Regions from separate parts of the Mus musculus genome. Here region 1 is linked to region 2. A link is a contact called in public promoter capture Hi-C data. All regions are on one chromosome and are shown on one strand. The core of a region is the stretch at or near the end of the contact, and the rest is flanking DNA. Distances in the headings are between cores, read along the strand shown. Region 1 holds the start of Irf6 (interferon regulatory factor 6). Region 2 holds the start of Syt14 (synaptotagmin XIV).

Region 1 (3,204 bases), core at 690-3,189, 120 kb before region 2:
GTAAACCCCACAGCCATGGCTGTACAGCAGTATCTCCACTCCATAACACACAGACACAAACCAGGGAAGATATTGCAAGGTACCATGATATATGTAGTGCTTCTCTCTCTCTCTCTCTCTCTCTCTCTCTCTCTCTCTCTCTCTCTCTCTCTCTCATATATATATATATGTATATATATGAGAGAGAGAGAGAATCACCCACATTTTGTTTCGATTCCCAATTATTTAAAACTGCAGCAGCATTTTTCTATACCACAAGACAGTGACACTTCTCAGGATGAATAGCAGCGCCATCCTCCACATCAACACAGGCTGTATAGTGTAACCTGTGTTATCCCACCCTCAGGATCCAAGATGTGGTGTCAGCCCCATTTGACAGCTGAGTTAACTGAGGCACAGGGATAAGGTTAAGTGGCCTCTACCTTACCTCTGGGATGCACCAAACCCTGCCTTTGTGCCCTGCACTCTGAGCCTCCCCCATTCTACACATAAACCAACAAGGACCCCAGGAGGAGCCACCAAATTGAGAGGAAGCGATTAAAGACATCTAAATCAGACCTCTCTAAACCTTCAGGCCACTGAAACTGTGCCCTGCCATCTCCAGCTGCCACCACATGAAAATGAAAGGTCTGTTTTCTCTGACAGATAGGAACCATCCAGTGATAAGACCACCACCCACCTCCTCACTGTGAGCAGAGGGCAGGGGCACTTTCAGGCTCCTGGGGCACGAACTGTCCTCATTGTCTGTTCCAGGAGTGGATCCTAGACCTCAAGCTAGAAGGCTCTGGTGGTTTGGGCCAGGTCTCAAAGGCAGCTGTTGGGACTGCCCTAGTTTCCCATTCTTCCTGAATGGAACTGAAATGCCAGCTCCATGAATTTTCACCTTGCCTCGGAGTAAATGCTATTCTACTGCTCACATCCTCACACACCTCCTCCCTGTGGGTTTGGAGTTGGTGGATGACAAGGCCAAGCTGTAGGCCACTGTGCTGTCATGTGTGACACACAGATCTAACTAGCAACTTCACCAATCCCTGCCCAAGCACCTTCGCCCTCTCCCTTCCCTAGCTTCCATCTTGATACCCACCAAGAAAACAGGGAAGGCTGGTTACCACTTTATCACCGAGCGAAGCACGGCAGCCCAGGCCTCCCTTCCAGGCAGGTATGGGAGGCTTTCTGCTCTCCGCGCACCGCCTCCAGCCCCTTCAGGCCAGGAGGGCCTCACCCGGCAGAGCTGCCACGCCTGGCGCCACCCTCCCCAGCACCTAGCTTGGCTACCTGGAACTCCACAGACATCTCCCAGGCCCAGTGTGAGCGGCCTTGACTGTGTTAAGACACTCGGAAAAAGGAAAACAAATCCGACCAAACCCTAGGTCATCCTCATCCCGATTTTCCCTAAACAGCCACTAGAACCCAGGGCCTCGGGGCCTGGGAAGTCCCCGCTGGGACAGAGGAGCCAGCCTCAGAGTAAGCTAGTTAAAACCGGAGAGGCTAGGGTGGAAGGGATTCCTTCCTTCCATCCGATGGTGGAGCAGGCGGAGCAGAAACAAGCTCTTTCTGCGGGAGGGGATCAGAAGGGGCCCGGTGCCGTCCCAAAACTACTTGAAGAAGGGTGCCCAGCGCCCAGCACCCAGACTGGTGCGGGACACGGAACCCAAGCCGGCTCCCCCGCCCACATCAACTCCAATGGGCCCGGCTCCACCCGTCAGGTGTCTGTCCTCCCTCAGGTGGCTTGCCAACGCCGGCGTCCCCACCTGGCCTCAGTCCGTGCTCAGGAGCAGGTGCACAAGAGTTCACACCGCCGCAGCACAGGAGCTCCCCCGACGGCTAGGTGCGGCTGGGAACCGCGGGCTCCTCTGCGGCCGGCACAGGCCCGCACCTGCCCACCTCGGTGCCCAGTGCTCAGAGCCTAGCCCTGGATGCCACAGCCCCTGCACGGTCTGGTCACGCCCTCCAGGTGTGGCCACATCCCCCGGAGTTCAGGATTGGTGCATTGCGAGAAATCTGATCCTCTGCGTTCCTGGGCCGCCGGCCCCGCCCTGCCTCTTCGTCACCCTACGCCCCTGCCACCGAGGGAGCGGTCCCTGTGTGGGCCTCACCCTGCGGGTGTCCGATCGTCCTGGGGACTTTGGGGGGGAGGGTTCTAGGAGTTCACGTCGAAATAGAAGAGCGTCGCCCCTCCCGTAGTGACCCTGCACAAGTGAGGGTTCTGAGACTGGGCCCCAGAACTAGCACGAGGACCTGCGTAGGTGGACTTGGCTTTGAGAAGCTACTCCAGGACTTGTCAATGCACCTTCCAGGACTGCCCGTGGACCCCGTGTTCTACCTTAAGTTCTATCTATTCAAAGGCGACCGCAATTTTCACTTTTTCCATTCTCCATGAAGTGCTAGTTGAAAGCACAGACCCTGGAGCCAGTTGTGGCGTTCAAACCCCCACCCCACCTCGCCCCTGTCTTTATCGGACACTAGAGACCTAAGAAAGTTTTCTCAGCAACCTGAGCTTCCGTTTCTTTTCTGTAGAGTGGGATTTCTAAATCGCCTGCCTGGTAGATTATGTGGGCATTCAATATGTGTCTATAAAGTACATAGCACGTTTGGTTATTATTGAAGTGAGGGTAGAATATCCCACAATACCTTGCAGAGTAAGAGTCTTTTCTGCCACCTGGAGTTCATGTCCTGTGTGCCTGACAAGTGCCACCCACCTGCCCTATCCATTGATCAACTATGAAAGCAGCGTCCAGGCAGTGAGGCAAACCCTTCACCACCAAACGCCGCTGAAACAAGGAGATGGAACATGGGCAAGGCACTTAGGAGGAAGACTGAGGGTGTAGCTCCTTTTTAGAGTGTTTCCCTAGTATATCAAGGCCCTGGGTGAGAACCTCCCCACTGTCCTAAGAATAACAGCAATGAAAGGCGTCCACCACTCAGGAGACTGAGGTGGGAAGACCAAGCCTTCCTAACCTAATACTGTATAGAGTGAAGTTAGTATTAGTTGTCATCTAGACAGCCAGAGGACAGCCCTCTGGACAATGGGGGTGGGGGTGGGATGGGGTTGTATTGATTAAGGTTAGCCTCTGAGAATGTCTTCGAGGGATTGTCTTGATTAAACTAATTGATGTGGGAAGGCCCATCTTAATTGTAAGCAGAATCATTCACTGAGCAAAAAGTGGAGAAGCTAAGCCAAGCTTTAGCGTGTGTGAATCTCTG
Region 2 (3,580 bases), core at 752-3,251:
GATAGGTGCATGCATGCATCTGTATCTGTAAGATAGACATGCTGAATGTTTTCCTCAGTGTCTCTCTCTCTCTCTCTCTCTCTCTCTCTCTCTCTCTCTCTCTCTCGGTTTTTTCGAGACAAGGTTTCTCTGTATAGCCCTGGCTGTCCTGGAACTCACTCTGTAGATCAGGCTGGCCTCAAACTCAGAAATTTGCCTGCCCCTGCCTCCCAAGTGCTGAGATTAAAGGTGTGTGCCACCACTGCCCGGCTAGCTCTCTTCTTTGCCTATTTATTTTATTTTATGCATGACCGGTGTCTATGGAGGCTGGAAGAGGATGTCAGATCCCCTAGAATTGGAGTTACAACAGTTGTAAGCTCCCATGTGGATGCTGGGAGCTGAGCCCAGGTCCTCTGCAAAAACAGCAAGTGATCTTCACGGTTGAGACATTTCTCCAGTCTCACCCATCCCCCTTTTTTATTTTTTATTTTTTGAGACAGGCTTTTTCATTGATCTTGGAGTTCATCAGTTAGTCTACACTGGCTTAACAATGAACTTCAAGGATCTGCCTATCTCAGTTCTACAGAGTTAGGATAACAAGCATGCTACTTAAAAAAAAAAAAAGGTGTGGATTGAGCTCAAGCTCTCATGCTTGTGCAACAAGCACTTTATCAACTGATCCATCTCCTCTACCCCTGCAGCCAGTTCTCTATATGATGCCTAGATCAACAGATATTCACTGGACTAGTCAAAACATTAAAGAACAGGGTCAGGGAAAAGTCTCAGAAGGTAAAGATGTTTGCTACCAAGCCTGGCTGACAACCTGATTTTGATCCCTGGAGGTCATATGGTGATGAGAACAAACTTCTGCAAACTGTCTTTTAACCTTCACACGAAGGTCCTGCCCCAATAAATAAGCAAATGTAGAAAAAAAATGTTAAAGAATCGATGCCTATTGAGCATCAATCGACTGAGGGAGAAGTTATATAAAAGCAATGAAAGGCAGTTTCTGCTCTAGATTACAGTCCAACCTCACATAATAAGTGGAAAATATTTTCTTCTTTGTTTCTGTCCTTAATATAGCCACCTGTTCTAGGAGTGACCATCTTCTCCACAAGGAAGAATCACTAATCCCCTATCCTTCTAGGCTCCTCCATCCGGCCTTTAAAGTACCCAAACGAAGCGGGATAAACAGTGGAGAGGGGCTGATTAGGTAGCTAGTTTGCTCGGGGTTGGCTTTTGGGTGTTCACATGCTCAAGGGCTTGCAAACTTAAAAATGGGTACATGACATGCATTTCAGGCCCTTTGTCAAGACGTCTGTGCAACACCTACAATTGTGTGGCTTCAAATGTGTGCTTGCAATGCATAGACAAATGGGGAACTCGTTCCTCCAAGGAGGCATCAGGCTCCTGTGGAGTTGGGTCACATTAGAAATGAGGCTGAAGAGAGAGAGGGAAGGAGGGAGAGACAGAGACTATCCTCACGATCCCTCTTTCTGGTTTGCTGTGCCACGAAGCTGTCTCTACTGGCTGGCTGAAATCTGAGGTGAGTGTTCAGGCAAACCAAACCAAACTGAATAGATCTTCGCTGAGAGGGAATCTGGCACCTCCTGGGTGCGGAGACCTGTCCGTGGTCCTGACCGCTTGTCCAGCCGCTCTGGAAGCCTGGTGAAGGCTGGCTGCTGAGGCTGCTCTCTGCTCTGTCTGCACCTGTTGGGAACGCCCGCCTGAGACCCTGCACTGGCTGGGGGAGAGGGGGTTGGGGGAGGTGAGGGCGTGGCCAGCAAGAGGCGGGCGTGGCGGGTCAGGGTGGTAGGCGGGGTTGTGGATATTTCGGGGGCGGGGCCTGGGAAGGTAGATGGGAATGGGTTAAGTCGAGGTTGTGGGCCAAACTATAGTTGTTGCGAGGGGCGGGGCCTAGAGGGGCCGGGGGCGGGGCGGTGTCACGTGCCGACGGTGCGCGACCGTGGAAGGTTCCGCTTCCTGCGCCGCCTGCTCCGGAGCTTCGACCCCACCCCGCCGCCCCGCCCCAGCTCCTGGAGGCCCAGCTGCCTGGCCCCGGGGCGTTCCCGCCCCTCTGGCCCGAGGCCTAAGAAGAGCAAGCTCCAGCACTTACCCCCGCTCTCCCTGCGTGGTTGGTGCGGTCCATGGCGAGCGCATCATGGCGATCGAAGGTAAGTGGAAGGCAAGCGATGCGCGGAGAAGACGCCCCGCGAGCGAGCGCAGGGCCCAGGAGGCCGAGGTGCGGGTTGCGGGTCCGGACTGTAAGGGAAGCTAATGCGGGACACCGGCCTAGGCGCGGCGTGCGGCCCTCGCGAGCACTGGCCTACACACTTTGGGCGCTGAGGTACCGAGTGAGATGCTCAGGCACTAAGGCTCTGAAGTACTGAGTGAGATGCTCAGGTACTAAGGCTCTGAAGTACTGAGTGAGATGCTCAGGTACTAAGGCGCTGAGGTACTTAGACGCCAACTCGCTCAGTCTCTGAGGTGATAATGAGGCGCTGAGGTTCTGAGGCACAGAGGAGACTTAGGTACTTAGACACTGAGGTGCTGAGTCTCTGAGGTAAATGAGGCGCTGAGGTTCTGAGGCACTGAGGAGACTCAGTTACTAAGGCGCTGAGGTACTGAGTGAGATGCTCAGGTACTAGGGCGCTGAGATACCGAGATGCTGAGGTGAATGAGGCTCTGAGGTATTGAGAAGCGCCGTGCTGTTCGGCAGCGGGAGGCTGCCCTTGTGGGATCCGCTCATCCTGCTGCTCCTGTCGGGCTTTCTGGGCCGATGATAACCACGCTGTCCCCTTCGGTTGACGGGTATAGGGGGGCCAGGACATCTTCGTGAGGTCAACCCTCTTATCTGACCCTCACAATTGCTTTTTTCCGGGGAGAGGCAAATGCCTATTTATGACAAACGCACCCAGAAGATTGGCAACAGAAATGTTTCACAAGTAGCTTGATTCGAATTGGGTAAGGTAAGTGGTACCGATGTGTATTTTCCTCTTATTCTGAGAGCATGGAGTTGGAGTGGAGTGGAATTTGCCTTGCTTTTAAGGAGCATATTGTGCAGTTAGTATCACACAGGTGTGATGCTTACAGCATCTTGTTTTCCATTTTAGATGAGCTCAGTACAAAAAAAAGGATTTCCAAAACTTCCCTGCGTGACCTGTACAGAGTACCTGTAGCTGAATCATTACTTGCCTACATTTAATGTGTTCCCCCTCGCACAGTAATTCCCTTAGGTGACTGGTCTCTGTTAGTATACACGCCTGGGGGCTTCTTTAGGATCCAGCCACCAAACTCCAGAATTAACTCAGCTGTGTGTTTCATGTTTACTTCAATTTAGAGATTAAGTACGGGACACATTGACATGATTTGCTAAGATGATGGAGAATAAAATCTACCTGTAATCGTTGATGTTCAGAACAGCATGTTCAACCCTTATTCTTCTCAGTACTGTTTATTAGAGCTGGAATTAGGGAGTGAAATTCACTGGTTGACGTAGAATGCTTTATTTTGTCAACAACTTTGTGGAAGGATTTCTTGTAAAGTCATACAAATATAATTTTAAGCAGATGATGAAGGATTAACCCAGTTAGGATTCAAA

Evidence for each region. Capture Hi-C pulls out chosen DNA fragments and counts their contacts.
Region 1: a contact with region 2 is called in a promoter capture Hi-C map of pancreatic islet. The contact joins the promoter of Irf6 here to the promoter of Syt14 in region 2. A contact is called at or near these places in 5 of 39 promoter capture datasets (cranial neural crest, embryonic stem cells, frontonasal cranial neural crest and 2 more), 2 of 484 Hi-C or Micro-C datasets (both in embryonic stem cells), 1 of 115 datasets of contacts at active chromatin or transcription factors (embryonic stem cells) and 2 of 9 other capture datasets (liver and pancreatic islet).

The regions. Positions count from the first base shown.
Region 1 is chr1:193,151,847-193,155,050 of GRCm38.p6, reverse strand. It overlaps Irf6 (interferon regulatory factor 6), which reads right to left and starts at 1,939. Exons shown (of 8, transcript NM_016851.2): 1 at 1,752-1,939.
Region 2 is chr1:193,034,196-193,037,775 of GRCm38.p6, reverse strand. Syt14 (synaptotagmin XIV) reads left to right here and starts at 2,001. Exons shown (of 8, transcript NM_181546.3): 1 at 2,001-2,153. The coding sequence starts at 2,141.